Regions from separate parts of the Oryza sativa genome. Here region 2 is linked to region 1. Evidence: chromatin contacts called from public HiCAR-type data. All regions are on one chromosome and are shown on one strand. The core of a region is the stretch at or near the end of the contact, and the rest is flanking DNA. Distances in the headings are between cores, read along the strand shown.

Region 1 (4,611 bases), core at 1,480-3,979:
CAAACCAGGAACAGTCATTGCCATGATTACGGCTGCAACAACATACTTGGTGAATGACTTCAATGGCATGCCAGCAATCCATATATTCAGATCCCAATAATTATGGACTACAAACCAAAGGACCATCATGCTTGCTATTGCTACAAAGGTGAAGTATGATGATAAGCTTTTCTTAGTAAAGAACCTTGCCGCATAATAGCCAGAAATCATTGGAAGTGGAAGGAACTGCAAGAAGATTAATTCACAGAAATAAGTATAGAGTGATCAAAAATAAAAATGCTACGTAATAACTTTTTATGCTGATGCTGCATATTCGAGGGTATGGTAGGACAACCACAATAGAAGAAAATCTATGGGCAGACTACTGCCTCAAGACCACAGTCGGTCAAAGGGAAGTGAGACAGCTATTCTACAACAATCAGAATTCTCATGATGCCCATGCACTCTAGAACATGTTTCATTATGAATATTTAAGCACCTGAAGTCTAGCAAGAACATCATTTTTATGATGTTAAATAAGACTACGCTCATGTGTGTGTATGCAAGTTTCCTTTTCAAGCATGGGCAACTATGAACATGCAAAGCTTGCTAGAATTACCCTGAAATAGAAATACTGACTAAATCTTAACAAATAGCTAAGGACTCAAGAGAATCATCACAAATTCACAATCATGGTATACTTAGGAGCAAAGTTACCCAAGGTTTGTAGGCAGTAGTGGTGAGGAGTGTCACAATAGGAATATATGGATTTGGGTACAGCATTTCTGTATAAAAACTAAAATCACACCAGCTTGAGTAGACAAATTCAGGGAGAACAATATCAACTCAGAAAGGAGTATATAGTTGGAGAGCATGCACAGCCAGCTATTGCCATGTACTAGAGAATCAATATGAGATCACAACACCACAATTAATGTTAATTGAGACATTGGTAACACTGTTTCCACAGTTAACAATGATTGAGATACAGCTACAATAACTTCCCATAGTAGCTTTTAAAAGATTGTTGTTATGCAATGAGTTCTCAAATTCTAATCAATTTAACAGATAGAACACCAGAACCAACGACTTCTGAGAACTTAGATCATCCATACCAAAAGACCAAGCAAATACATGAATAGAATAAAGTCAACTGTAAATTATCCAAGTGTCACCTTGAAACACATTGGTCAGTGACTAAGATTAACATACAGCTACAAGCATAAGAAAAAACAAAATTCGATGATAAATTTGCAAGTACTACAAGAGGATACCATAAGACTGCAACGTACCATAACAGGGAATCCGATGACTATAGCACCTGCTCCACTGACAAGCACTGCCAACCCGGTAAAGGCTACCGAGCTAACAGCATCTCCAACCTTGCCCGCAGCATGTGCTGCCATACCCAAAGCACCGCCAAGCATCGTGACCGTTACAAGCAGGTAGTTCAGAGGTGGTGGAGCATGAATATACCTTCCAAACGAGTGAAATACAACTCGAACCTCAAGGCAAAGCACCACTACAACCAGCGCAACCAAGCCATTCGCCATCCTTATCTGATCCATTGTGCGCACATCTCTGGTAATCCACCACAAGGCACCTCGTGTAGAGGCATAGAGTTGGAACAAGAACGGTATAAAGAACAGCAGCAGCAGATCACACACATTGGCCCATGACGCGAAGAGCGTAGCATGGTGCGATGCAGCATGGAACAACACTGGCACGAACAACAGGTACAAAGCATGCACGCAGCTCTCCAAGGGGCCAAGAATGCCATCGGTATCCTGCCACGGAGCATCCTGCTTTCGGTTCTTGAAGCTGGACGGCCGTGGTATGGAGAACAACCAGTAGAACACCATGGAGAATGTGGCAAGGTAGTAGGAGGCGTTGGCCATGCCGACCGCGGACACAACAGCCCACGTGAAGATCGCAGGCGCCGCGATGGGCACGCACGCGAAGAGGAGCCGCTCGAGCGCGGCGACGATGGTCGGGTTCTCCAGCTGGATCCAGCGGAACTGGAGCGACGCCCAGACGCCGATGAGGAAGGACGTCTCGGCGCAGAGGAGGAGCGCGAGCACGGTGAGCGGCACCGAGGCGGACGCGGCCGACGAGAGCGAGGCCGAGAAGAAGAACGCCACGTCGGCGGCGATGAGCGCGGCCCAGACGGTGAAGAAGGCCCCCTGCCGCTGTCGGAGCGCGTCGAGGAGGTACGCGGCGGCGAGGCCGACGGCGAGGACGGCGAACACCGGGAGCCCGCCGAGGTCGAGCAGGAACGCCGCGGCGGGGGCCAGCGCGGCCGCCACCCGCGCGTTGTGCGCGAACGCCGGCTGCGACGCGGAGGACAACGCCCCCGCGGCGCGCGGGCCCCCGGCTGCTCCACCGCCGCCACCGGACCTGGAGGAAGAAGCGGAAGGGAAGGGGAGGAGCGGCTGCGGCGAGGAGGTGGAGTTGCGGCGGTCGTGGTGCGGTGCGGGGGACCGGGAGGGGGAGCTGGTGGAGAAGGTCGGGGAGGAGAGCGACGGGGAGATGAGGAGGCGGCCGTGGCGAGGGCCGGATCCGGAGGGATCCATGGCGTCGTTGGGGGTGTGCGCGGGATCTAGGGTTTTGCGAGGTGGGCTAGGGTTTGGGAGGAGGCATCGGCCGGAGAGGAGGAAGACGACGGCGACGCGGAGGAGGCGGAGCGGAGCGCGACGGGGAGATCTGGAGCGGAATCGAGTGGGGCGACGCGAAGCGACGAAGTGGAAAATGGGAAACCAGCAGCACACGCTCACTGACATATGGGCCAGTGGTCAATGGTCATCGGGGCCCACCTGTCGGTCTCAGAGAGCAATGGGCTTGGCCTTAAGTAGATAAACGTTGGTTGGTAATCTTGTTTATTTCTAACTCATTTTACATTGCTACCTATTTAAGGGATTATACCAATTTTCTAGTATAAAACTTAAGATAGCAACAAAAAGGTATAAATGAGATTATGTTTGTTATTTTTTTTTGACATATTTAACAGAAATAAAGAAAAAAAAAAGGTAGGCTGAGAGATTGAATGGATAACTAAGGTGATGTCCTCGAGATCTTAATATTTCATATATTTGTCTACAAATAAAAAAAATCAAATATCTTATATTTTTGGATGGATAAAAAGATAAAACTATTTTATATTTATGGACGAAAGGAGTAGTTAAGATGTGAATAATATGTGCATAAATTTAGATTGGTCTGTTTTACAAGGTAACTTGGAGTTAGCTTTTAATCAACGACGGATCGGACCTATATTATTCTTACACAAATGTCGTGTGTAAGAATAAACTCCGAGAAAGGCTTTCACAAGGTTAAATGTAAAGATAAAACTTTTATGGGCTAAATCATTCGACTTAACTATGGCAATCGGTGGAGCAATTAGGATGGAATAATTATGTGGCCATGTCCGTAATTAATCTAAAAGTTTAAATCATGAACAAGTCATACTTTGTTTGTAGAGTTAGAGACTGTGAAAAGTACTTCACGAGTATCTTCTTGGTGGAAAAGAATGTCTACTAGTTCATCGACTCTACAACTACTCTTAAAATGTAGGGTGAGAATCTAAAGTATTTGAGAAGTTGGTGTGGAGCTTCTTAAAGTAGCCATGGTTATTAGAAGTTCCCTTAACTTAAGTAGGCCCTAAATCCAAGAGGAGCAATGGACTATAAGGAATGAACCATAGGCGCTACGGACGTTAACCATGGCCTAGTGAATTAACATATTGGAAAGTGCAACCTATGTTCAGATCATTTACAATAAAGATGGGGATAAATCAGTGAATGGTGAAATGAGCCAACGGCGTTGATATGTCGAAATAGAAGTAGGGGATTCGATGGAGCAATCAGGGTGGGCCAACTCGATGTCAAAACAAGGAAAATTCCCGTGGTGCTTAACAATAGGATAAGTTCGTGAGAGTGAGACCATGGCAACGACATTGAAAGCTGAAGAAGAAATGTTGGTTCTTTTTATCGTGATATAATTCAAAAACTCAAGTCACAAACGTGCAAAAAAAACATAAGGTGAGATATACCATGCTTGTTTTCCTCCAAAATTCCAGCCCATTTCATAATATTTTTAACGGTATTTTTTTTAGAAAATGGGATAAACCCAGTCTCAACATCCAATCAGATGTACACAGCCAAATTTTTAACGGCATTGATAGGGATTAACCCTTTTTGTTTCAAAATGCTGCATATAATTACTTCTCACAAGATAGGAATCCTTTAAAACTTATAGTATATGCCTTTTCTTTTGTTCCAAATTGGGCTTTTAGCAGTAATTCCACACATACTCTATCTGGCTGTCTCGCAGCAGCAGTGGCACAAGTCACAAGTGGAAATATGGGCGCGAGCAGTCGAGCAGCGCGGCGCAGCCACCGCAGGGGTTGATGTGGTGACGGCGTCGTCGGCGCAGGATGCAGGGAGCCACCGCGCGCGACCAGCACACCTCCTGGCCGTGGCCGCTGCCGGAGGCATGACATGGGGTTCCGCGCGCCGGGCTGGCTGATGAAGACTGGTACTACAATGCGGCGGGGGTCGGCGCCGTCGCCGGCTCGCACGGGGGTCGATGGCTGGCGCTGGTTCCATCTATTCATGGGGGCTCCGCCTCCGCGTC
Region 2 (4,347 bases), core at 397-2,896, 270 kb before region 1:
ACAAAAGGACTGTAATTATAATCTGTGCAGATGCCAAATAAAGTAAGACAGTTAAAGAAATAATTTGGAATAAAGTTGAGAAATATTACTTAAGTGAGAAGAACCTTCAATTGTGAAGCTCCTAAATTTAGCAGGTACGTGAATTAAAAGTATGGCCTGTAATGAATCATTTTTTTGACAAGTTAGCTCCAGAAAGCACAAGGGCTAGTGGTGGTTGAAGTAGCCAGTTAACCACAAGTACAAGATTGCATAGCTAAAGGATAAAAATAATGAAACGGAATAAAGAGAAAAGCAAACTCACCAATATGGCAACTAGTCCATGGATGCAGGATACCAGGTCCTTAAACAGTTCGGGTGATTTTGAGCGAAGAATTAAGAAGAGCAGCCACCCAAAACGGATATAATCAGGAATATTTGTAGTTGATCCAGGCTCCTGATCAGTACTTGGGCTCAAGAATAGCTCATTAAATGCTTTGCAATAGAACCTAGGATATTGTGAAATTGTGGGTAAATTTTGCACTACCATATAAAGCAAACAAACAAATCTCAACAATATGAACCTATGTATCAGTTGTAATTTGTGGCAAAATTCTAATAAACTCGTGAGCTTCAAATCCCCATGCAAAAGAACGGTTCTGTTATAAAACTGCAATCAGGTACAAGGCACATATGTTGCTTACCGGCTTGCATCTGCCAATAGATTTACTAAATTCTCCAATTGCTTCAGCTGGAATCACAATTGAAACAACAATGAAGAAAACAAACAGGTTATGCACATCTGAAAAAGAAAAATGTGAATCTGTTCAATGCGGGGGCTTGGCGTGAACCCACCTCTAGCCGAGCTTCCCAATCTGACCCATAACGGCTTCCCAAAACCTGGTCGATCCTTGAAGCAAGCCGCTGTGATTCCTTGAAGAAATCATCATACCTGCACACCAAACAAAGGTAAAAAAAAAAAAAAAACAATCCAGTGTCAACAAGGCCCTAAAACTTGCTAGACTACAGTTCAAAAACCATTATAACATAGCATGACCCACTTGAGCTTGCAACCCTTCAAGATCTCCCAGAGCCTAACGCCGGAGGAACCCGCCTTGGTCTCCTTCAGCTTGGAGACGCAGTACAGCACGAACGCGAAGCACAGCTTCTCAGCATCCTCGGGCTGCAAGAATCCAAACTTTAGGGGGGGGGGACAAAAGATAGCCTCAAATTCGCCGCAAAAGACAGAGCAGCCCTCACCGATTTGCTCCCGAACGACGGCGACGCGAGGAGCGCGCCCTTCCCCTCCTCCAGCACCGCCGCGGCCTCGCCGGCGACGCCCTCGTCCACTCCCAGCTCCTGCACCAAAACCCATCGAACCATGAGACCTCAAACGCTCGACGATTCCCACCAGCGGCCAACCAAAGATCTAACCACCACCTCACCTTGCAGAGATCCGCGAGACGAGCCTCCACGGCGGCGGGAGGCTGCGACGCCATGAAAGAGCTACAACACGCACACCCACCCACGCGCACTCAGTGGCATCACACGGAGGGGCCAAGAGGCAGCACGGCGGCGAGGCCCTCCACTGCTCCGGCGAGCTAGGGTTTGGGGGATTTGGGGATCGAGGAGGAGGTGGAGGAAGAGAGAGAAGGAAGAAGGGCAGGAGTGCGAATTTATTTGTCTGGAGGGGGTTTTAGGGAAAACTGCCGTTGTCCGTTGCGCTGTGCAGATCGTTTGATGCTTTCGGTGTTATTATATGTTTTTTTAGGGGGTGAGATGTAAATTTGAGCGCTATTGATTAATTCCCCCTCCGTTAAAGTAGCGGTGGGATTGGGGGGCAACGGCTAAAAGCGCGGGAAAGGAAGTCGGTTTCTTCCCCGTTGCGCGCCATAAGCTGGCCAATGAGGAGACGCCACCTGGAAATAAATTTTGTGTAGTTACAAACTTACAATGCATCCATCACCGTCAGATCTTGATCACGAATATCAACGCCATTGGATCTTATATACGGTGGAACCCATTAGTACATCAGGAGTTCAAAACCACGAAAACCTTATAATAAAATGAGTAAATTTCATATCTATTATGATATGAGCGAACAGATTTGGCACGAGAAACATAATCACAACCATTGTGGTTGAAGTTTTACTAATTCACACCGTTAACTAAATTGATATACTCTTGTTTTGAAATTTTAAAAAGCTTTATATACACGATTAGATATAATATTTATATGATGAATAAATAACTTATAAATTAGATAAAATAATTAATAATGTGGTTTGTGAAACTTTATAGTTATAATAGCTAGGGGTTATGTATCACGTGCCAAAACCCATTAGTTTTGTATATTTGGGGTTATCTAAAATTTACTCTTTTATTAATAATCAATAGGAAGGAGTAAAGAGAACCATTGAATTCCCACTCAAGGGGTGACAAAATTCACTAAAAACTAACCACATAATCGCGTTTTGCGCGACTTTTGATCCTGTTTATTGTATATGGTCTATTAGTTTACCTTAGCTCTTAATAAGGTTTTGATAAAAAGTTAATTTGTTTATGAAGTATCTATTGTTCTAGCCAACTATAAATATAGCTACTAATACCTCCGTTTCAGGTTATAAGACTTTCTAGCATTGCCCACATTCATATAGAGGTTAATGAATCTAGGCACATATATATGTTTAGATTCATTAACATCTAAATAAATGTGAGCAATGCTAGAAAGTCTTACATTGTAAAACTGATGGAGTATATGTTTATAAGAGGAATCACTAGAAGCATCATCTTTCTTCTCTTTATTTCCTTTCTTTTTGTATGTATCATATGTTTAGTAGGAGATGCCAGAAACCTCCAAAAAAAATTCCATATATTTAGCCCATTTATGATTTTTTTTAATACATGCTCTCTTCGATCCAAAGACCATTATTTATCCAAGCTCTTTATCAGACGGCTAACATATTTTTGATGATATAGCACATCCTCGTATAAGAAGGCTTGCTGCTTTCACTATATAAGATAAGATTCAGTCACGTAACATCTAATCCCAATATAATAAAATAATAATGATAAATATTTTAAAAATTAAAATTGAAACATAATATAAGATATGGTCAAACTTGAAATGATCTTCAAAACTAATATTAAGCTTATAATTTCTCGTATGTTATAAGTTTTATAACAAAGAAATTATAATTATATAAAAATAAATTCAAATATCAATTCAATAATGTAACTTTTAGCAAATAAAATTCAATTTATATTATAGTATTTTTTTTGTTAAATAATTTAAAAGTTCAATCCTAAAACACATGTGCGTCTTATATTATAGAATGAAGAAGTATATATATTTTTTAATCGAAAGGAAAAAATATGCATCTCCACGGAGGAATAAATATATCCCGCAACTAATGAAGTGTCTAAACTCTAAACATATGTCACCACCACCACGAAAGTACGAATAAGTCTTCCGAGTAGTAGCAAATATAGTATGTTTCATCTAAGTATTTCATCTAAGCACGATAGAAATTTTTTAAGTATTTTATCAAAATTTGGTAAGAAACTAAACAGTGCACATAATTGGCAACTTTAAAAAAAATGGTATGGTTTAAAATGACATCAATCTGAATAAGTCATAAACGTGACAATAATTTTTTCAAAAAAAAACACAGGGAAAATGTTGTACTCGATCATGGTAAATTTTCTATATACATTCTGAAAATATATACGGCCGTATATACGCTTGTATGCATACGGTCAGACGTACACGTATGTCGTACACGCAAAGTATAAAGTAACCGAATGGCCTGTCCCCTTTCTAGCCGCTTCCAGGCGACGCCGTGGCGCGCCCTCCTGTCGCCACGTGTCTCGCCGGCGCCACCTCGCTCCCGCCCCTTCCAGACGCTTCGCTGCCGCACCCCCAATAAATCGCCGCCGTCTCCGGCCACCTCCTCTCCCTCTCCATCTCAGGCAAGGCAAACCGCTCAACTCTCTCCGCTCCAAACGACTAGCTCGATCACTTGCTAGCTGCCTAGCTCCCACCATGATGGCTTCGCGAGTCTCCTCCCTCCTCCGCGCCGCCGCCGCGGCGGTGTCCGTCCCCGGCCGCTCCCGCTCACTCTCCGCCGCAGCGGCGACGGCGGCGAAGAAGCCGGCGGGGGACTACGTGCCGGTGTACGTGGCGATGGGGATGATCGCGGTGTCGGTGTCGCTGGGCCTGGCGACGGCGAGGCAGCAGCTGGCGCACGCGCCCAACGTGCGGCTCGACAAGAAGAAGCGGGAGACGGTGCCCGAGGTGGCGGCGCCGGACATGGCGCTCGACGAGGCGGAGCGGTTCGTCGGCGGGTCGCTGTTCCGCAAGGTGGCGCA

Evidence for each region. HiCAR-type assays count read pairs that join an accessible place to other places.
Region 2: a contact with region 1 is called in a HiCAR-type map of leaf, with 2.3 times the contacts expected there. The contact joins the promoter of LOC4350648 here to the promoter of LOC4350628 in region 1. A contact is called at or near these places in 1 of 15 Hi-C or Micro-C datasets (panicle) and 1 of 4 datasets of contacts at active chromatin or transcription factors (leaf).

Annotation. Positions count from the first base shown.
Region 1 is chr11:21,109,215-21,113,825 of ASM3414082v1, reverse strand. LOC4350628 reads right to left here and starts at 2,729. Exons shown (of 5, transcript XM_015761847.3): 1 at 1,272-2,729; 2 at 1-225. The coding sequence starts at 2,552.
Region 2 is chr11:21,378,052-21,382,398 of ASM3414082v1, reverse strand. LOC4350648 (retinoblastoma-related protein 2-like) reads right to left here and starts at 1,646. Exons shown (of 18, transcript NM_001423411.1): 1 at 1,422-1,646; 2 at 1,237-1,335; 3 at 1,038-1,159; 4 at 832-928; 5 at 681-727; 6 at 302-485; 7 at 90-156. The coding sequence starts at 1,475. LOC9270608 reads left to right here and starts at 3,942. Exons shown (of 1, transcript NM_001423412.1): 1 at 3,942-4,347. The coding sequence starts at 4,022.